2 separate regions of the Mus musculus genome follow, and region 2 is linked to region 1. Evidence: chromatin contacts called from public promoter capture Hi-C data. All regions are on one chromosome and are shown on one strand. The core of a region is the stretch at or near the end of the contact, and the rest is flanking DNA. Distances in the headings are between cores, read along the strand shown. Region 1 holds the start of Msl1 (male specific lethal 1). Region 2 holds the start of Atp5g1 (ATP synthase, H+ transporting, mitochondrial F0 complex, subunit C1 (subunit 9)).

The links. Promoter capture Hi-C pulls out the DNA fragments that hold promoters and counts their contacts.
Region 2: a contact with region 1 is called in a promoter capture Hi-C map of liver, with 4 times the contacts expected there. The contact joins the promoter of Atp5g1 here to the promoter of Msl1 in region 1.

What each region holds. Positions count from the first base shown.
Region 1 is chr11:98,793,898-98,797,284 of GRCm38.p6, reverse strand. Msl1 (male specific lethal 1) reads right to left here and starts at 1,769. Exons shown (of 9, transcript NM_028722.3): 1 at 681-1,769. The coding sequence starts at 1,454.
Region 2 is chr11:96,074,028-96,077,414 of GRCm38.p6, reverse strand. Atp5g1 (ATP synthase, H+ transporting, mitochondrial F0 complex, subunit C1 (subunit 9)) reads left to right here and starts at 1,784. Exons shown (of 5, transcript NM_001161419.1): 1 at 1,784-1,858; 2 at 2,382-2,428; 3 at 3,376-3,387. The coding sequence starts at 2,390.

The DNA of each region.
Region 1 (3,387 bases), core at 520-3,019:
TGGGAGGTGGAAGGGTTTACAGAATACATCGAATAAGCTTATGTCTCAAAATCTGCCAGCTTAGTCAAGGGACGTGGTCAGCGGGTAGTGTTTTATAACTCAGATTTTCTACTAGAAACTCTCTGAAATCAAAGGCAGTGATTCTCATTTAGGAGAGCTAAAACAGGATTCCACGTACACCATCTTTACCCTCTACCGACCAAAAGACCTATGACAACCCTCCTGTCTAAAGATGCAACAGCGGTGGTTACGGCAACAGCTGTTATAGCCTCCTCTCCAATGCACAGCTAAGGCAACAGCGCTTGAATACAACCCCTGCCATACAGCCACATCTGCACCCCACCCTATCATTTTTAACCCCTCGTAAATCAGGTCTTTCCCACTCTAAACGTCTTTCCCACAAGTGTGGGGCTGTCGTTTTAAATTAACCCTTTGGCAACCGAAGCCTCCCATAACACCCCCCACCACACACACACAGGTTGCCCTTTAACCCTTCCTTCCGACCCAACGTGTCAGTGATGCCAGGCTCCTAACGACCCAACATCTAAGGCACTCTTTAGCTGGTGGCCAACTTCCTCTAACCCTAACCGAGCGGGGACCTCTGCCTCCTACAGCCCCCTTCCCCCGAGCATGCGCAGAGCTCGCTCTCCATCCCTAATGCAGATTAACCCCTCCCGTACCGTATCTCTCTCGGACTTCAGCTCCTCTATCTCCTTCTCCTTGGCCTGCAACTGCTGCTGCTGCTGTTCGATGAGGTCCAATTGCAGCAGAAGGATCTGTTTGAGGCAGGCGGCCTGACTGGAGGCTCCCGAGCCGCCGCCACCCCCGAGAGGGCTCTTCCTTATACTCTTCCATCTGCCCTCACTGGCCGCCAGGGTCCCAGCAGTGGCGGTGGGCGCGAGGGGTGGTGGCCCGGGCAGAGGTAGTGGTGGGGGTCCCGCCGGGTCCGAGGCGGTGGCAGCTGGGGGAGCCGCCCCACCCTTGTCCCCAGCCCAGGGCGTAGGCTCTTTGGCCGCCGCCACCACGATAGAGCCCGTCTGAATGGGCAGCACCGCCTGATACTTGGGCCGGGGGCTGCAGCCAGCGCCGGCTGCGACTGGCTCCCCGCCGATGCCGGCTTGTTTAGTAGCTGGGGGCGGACAGGGCAAGGGCACCGAACCGCCCCAGCTCTCTTCCTGCTGCCCGGGGGCCGCCCCGGCTGGGAGTAACAAGCCCCGGCCCTTGCCGCCGCCGCAGCCGGCTGGAGAGGGCGAGGGGCTCCCGCCCTGGGAAGAGGCCAGCGGGGGCCCCGGCTCCTTGAGCTTACGATGCCGGGGGAGGAAATGGGCTTCGGCCGCCCCGGACTCGTCCTCGGGCCCGCCCAGCGCCGCAGCCCGCTCGTAGTCCAGTCGCTGCTCGGGGTTGCCGCCGGCAGGGGCCGCGGCCGCCTTGAACACTGCGGATCTCATGGTCATAGTGGTCCGGAGCAGCGCGGGGGACCGAGACGGAGGAGGGGGTGGGGAAGGGGCGAGGTGCGGGGGGTCGAGGACGGAGGAGGGGGAGGGGAGTTTGGCGGGCTCGGCTCAGCAGAGCAGCCGCAGGCCTCCGCTAACGCGGCTTCTCCGAGGCCCGGGCGCCATCCCGCCGGCGAGCGGAGAAGTGGAGGCCGCAGCTGAGGCCCGCCGCCGACCCATGGTGGCCTCGCCGCCGCCTCTGCTGCCGCCACCGTCGCCTTCGCCGCAGAGGCAGGAGCTCGCACCCAGCCGCCCCCGAGCTCATCCCCGGAGCTCGCTTCGGCCCCCCCTGCCCGGCCGGGCCCGCCTCGTCTCCCCACCCCGCACCCCCCCTTCCCCGCCCCGGCCCCCCGCCCCGGAGCTCGCCTCAGCCGCCCCGAGCCTCCATTTCCCCCCCCTTGCTCCTCCTCGGGAGGGGGTGGGAGGGACGGGTCCGCCCAGAGCCCTCCTACTCCGGGAGGGGGGGTCTGCCGCCTCCCCCGGGGGTTCTCCGCGCCGCCGGGTCCCCCTCCCCCACAGTCACCCCCGACTCCTCGGCGTTTCCCTTTAAAAAAAACGGAGCCGCCGCAGCCGCCGCCACCGCCGACCGGAGCGCGCATGCGCCGAGAGGGCAGCGGGCGGGAGCGAACCGGGAGCGGAGAGGAGGGAGGCGGGTAGCGCTATTGTGAAAGGGGCCGCGGCTACCGCTGCCGCCGCGAGGGGGAGGGGACCGAGGCGCGGGGGCCCACGAGGGGAGGTCGGGGACGAGGGCGAGGACGCAGGAGCGGGCGAAGGTGGGCTGCCGAGGCAGGGGCGGGCTGGGGAGGGAAGAAGGGCGAGGGCGGCCGCTGGTGGTTGGGGAATGCGGAGGATCCCCGGCAAAACCAAGTGCGAGAGAATGGGGTTGGGGAGGAAGGAAGGAGGTAGATGCTCCCGCCCCTCGCGGACGCCTACCGACCGCTCTGCTGAGCCGGCCTTCGTCGGATAGCCCTTCCCTGGCGACCTGGCTACGCGCCTGGCCCACACCGGAGCCCCGCGCGCCTTCGGGACCGGCCCCGACCCAGGCTCCCTTGGAGCCTGCGGCTGTTTCATGGAGTAGAAGTCAAGCTTCCACCCTCTAGGCTCCCTGGCGGTCCCACATGGGTTGGGGAAAGAAGTGAAGTTCTTTGTCTCTAAGGGATCCAGCACAGAAATGGAGGGACCTCTGGTTCCCAGAAGCAGCAAAATCCATGATGTCTGCTGCCCAGGGAGTTGTAAGCACAACCTTGGGGTGAAGTACTGCCAACTACCGACAGTTGTTTCCCAAGCAGCCATGTCTCCAGCCTTCTTAAGCTGTAGCTACTCCTAGCATCTTCTGGAAAAAGATTCAAGAAATCTATGGAGAGATGTATGCCGGTGTTAGGACTAAGTGTTCTTTAGGGCCTTCTATTGGAGCACTTCCCAATTCTCCAGGTTCATAGTGTCTGTGTGCCTTAATTTTCCAAGCAACTTTAGCCACTAAGTCCTCATAGTTCCCTATGGAAAAAACATGTACATAGTTGTAAATTAATTGGTTGCTTATCTGTCTGAAGTGCACTTCTAAAATTTTTTTATAGGAGATAGGTATAGTGGTCTACACCTTTAACCCCAGCCCTTGTGAGGCAAAGACAGGAGAATGTGTGAGTTCGGGGCCATCTTGGTTCACATAGCAAGTTCCAGGACAGGGCTACATATACCTTGTCTAAATAAATAAATAAATGTCTCAATGCGAGCAAGCAGATCTTGTCTCTATAAATAAATAAACGATAAGTTGTACAGAGAAAACAAGGACACCTGGTTCAATGCGAAATTTAGTTAGAAACTGCTTCTGCTTTGTGGGCTCTAAGCATGAAACACTGAAAAACTTCATGGGTATGAAAGTCCTGAGTCCCCGTCC
Region 2 (3,387 bases), core at 535-3,034, 2.7 Mb after region 1:
TATCAGAGTGACATTTAGTTTTCTCATTTAGTAAGCTCTGCACAGAGCATGGTGGCAAACACCTTTAACCCTAACAATTGGGAGACTGGGAGATCTCTTTGAGTTCCAGGACAGTCAGGGCTTCAAAGAGGGACCCTGTCTCAAAAAAGCAGAAGCAACGACACAGGTCTTTAATGTTCATTCTTTTTGTTTGTTTGTGTTTTGTTTTTTGAGACAGGGTTTCTCTGTGTAGCCCCTGGCTGTCCTGGAATTCACTTTGTAGACCAGCCTGGCCTTGAACTCAGAAATCCACCTACCTCTGCCTCCCAAGTGCTGGGACTACAGGCGTGTGCCACCACTGCCCGGCATTCATTCTGTTTTTATCAGAACCTTTGCAGGACATTATTTATTTAGTGCAGGTTCCTAGAAGTGTTAATACTGACTCAAGGAGGGTGGAGCATTTAAAGGTCCTCAGTTACTCAAGAATTACTGGGTCAAAGAGGATGGCTCATTCATAGCATTTCAAATAAAAAGTATTGCCAAACTGCTTTCCAGGAAGGTTTTCTAATTCACTAGTGAATGGTTACTGCAGTCCTGTTTTTCTGTCCCTACCCTTTGTGCTTGTGTGCATACACATGTGGTTTTGTTTGTTTCTTTGTTGTTGCTGGTTTTTTGAGACAGGGTTTCCTCTATATAGCCCTGGCTGTCCTGGAACTCACTTTGTAGACCAGGCTGGTCTCGAACTCAGAAATCTGCCTGCATCTGCCTCCCAAGTGCTGGGATTAAAGGTGTGCGCCACCACTGGCCGGCATTGTTTTGTCGTTTTAAGCCAGGTTTTGCTACTTACTCCAGACTGGCCTGGAGCAAGTGCTCCGTCTTCCTGCCTTAGCCTTCCGATGTCTGAAATTACAAGCATGCACCACCTGAATTCTTTGCACGCTTCATCCTACCAATTATTATTTTCGTTTTAGAGTTCTCCCCACTCCCAATACAATTGTCTAGCCCTACCTTGTTTTTTTTACCTAAACTCAAGAAGCTTAGTCTGGCCTTGAACTCCTGACTTTCCTGTCTCCTAAGCACCTGCCAAGTGCTAAAATTTCGGGTACGAAATAGCAAGCCTGGTTTTAATTGTATTTTGTTGAGTTTTTTTTTTCCACCATTCAACTTGTGAGTCCATGTTGACTGACTACTGACAGACCCACAAGAGCACGCTCACTACTTAGAAGTTTTCCAGCCTGCCTTAATACTTGGACGAAAATGGGGGTTTTTACAAATCACGATGGTGGAAGGTACTGTAAAGGCGTCGGCTCTCCTTGCCAGGAAGCAACATCTCGCGGGATGTCGGTGGTCCTTGAGTCCTTGGACAGGACTACAAGGCCCAACATGCAATGCGCCCCAAGGTCCAAGCGGCCGAATGAAGGCCTGGAGCCCTTATCACGTGTCAGCTTGCGTCAAGCGGCCGGTTGTCACTCCCACGCTTTTTTCTTCCGCTTGCACCTTGGTCGCCATTTTGTGTTGAAGGTTGTAGAACCTCTGAGTCTCGTCGACTCTATGGTCAAGCATTTCGGGATTCGACCAATCGTAACCCCGAACTCGGAAAAAGAACCCGCCTTTATCCGCAAGGAGGCGGGAATTGCCACGAAGCTCCTGTGGAGAGAGAGGAAGAAGCTGAAGAAGACCAATAAGAAGGATGGAGTTGATGACGCCAGCCAATTGGAACGTGGAGAGATAACGACCAATGGGAGTGAAGGGACTCCGAACACGTGGGTGGGGGAGCTGAGCGCTCAGACCAAGGGCTAAAGCTGGGAGGTGAGTCAGTCACCTTGAGCAGGGAGTGTGCTGTGGGCCGAGCAGGGGCTGCAGGGGAGTGGGAGTGCAGGTGACTTGGGGCTGGGAGACAGGGGTCCGCAAGGCCGTGGGTTGTGCCACGTGGAGCACCATTTGCCTCCAGGGATAGGGAAGGAGGACTAGAGTCTTTAAGCCTTATCAATTAATGTTAATTACCAACGGTAATGAGCGATAAACGGCCGCTGGGGAGAGTAGGGGACAGCAGTGTAACTTGGGCAGGATCCTGCACGACGTCTGCCAGTTTCTGCCTCCGGTCTTCCCGGGAGACCATTCCTTTTCGCAACATTTCCCTCTTGGGGCCTGAGCCACCTCCTTTTATTTCCGATCTCGGTTGCTGTCCTTCTGCAGACCCGCTGCGCAGAGAGTGGTTGACCCCGGAATCTGCTCTGTCCTTCTGACCTCTAATGCCCTCCTTAGCTGGGGTATAGGAAGAGGGTTGGGGGGAACGATTGGAGGTGGATGGGGACAACAGGAGGTTGCCAGTATAAGCAGACACCCGGGCTTTCATAGGAATTACGGTTTTTTTTTTTTTTCTTTTCTCCCCCTTCTTGCAGATTGAAAAATGCAGACCACCAAGGCACTGCTCATTTCTCCAGCTCTGGTAAGCGGAAGCTCCGGGTTTCCCTATAGTGCCGGGTATGGTATGGGAGCAATCATGTTTAATGAATGGACTAAGAGGGGCTGGCGTTCCGTGATGATGATGATGGCTATTGGCGGAGGGTATAGGAGCTGTTGCAGGTAACCTATGTTTATTCAGGCCTGTAAACCAAGCCGTCGTGGCTTTCTGAGCGTCCTCAGATAAGCTAGAGCTGACCTTTTATTACAGTCCTGGGTTGGCTGTAGCCAGACAGCCGGAAAACAGTTTTTCTCAACCTCGGCTGCGTGTTCAGTTCATCTGGAAAGCCTAATGCTTCTACTGCCCAGACTGCTCCTCAGACCAATTGCATCAGACTGAGAATGAAGGTGGAACCCCTAAGCAATTTTGGTAGAATGCCCCAGGTGATGCCAATGTTCTGCCAAGCCTGAGAGTCATTGTACTGAATAATGTGTCAAGCAATCCGTGTCACTGGGAGCTTTCCTAAGATGGCTGTTCTGGGAGTCAAACCAGGCTTCCTGGCCCGCTGCCTGAAGGATATATGTTGCTGTGAATGCATCTTAGTAAATCTCTCCCCTTGATTGCCTTTTGTTACCTCAACAACTGACTGGATGTTTGGGTCTTACTCTATTCTGGGAAACTGATTAGGTCTGTGCCCTTGGAAATGGACTTTGGTATCCGGTTTGGTTTGGGTTTGGTTCTGAGGATTGACCCCCGGGTCTTGTGAGTGCTCCCCAGCCTAGTGCATTATATCAAATGGTGATTGCTGCCACCCTGGGCTCCCACAGACTATCAGCATAGCTGTCTCCGATGTAGACGGACCTGAGAAAATAAGTTAATTGACCTTGAAATTGATTGGACTGATTGTGACAAACTCCTGTCACTTAGGTTGGGTTTGGGGTTTTGGTTTGTTTTTGTCTGATTTGGAGCAATATATCTTTCTGACTTTACAGATTCGCTCCTGT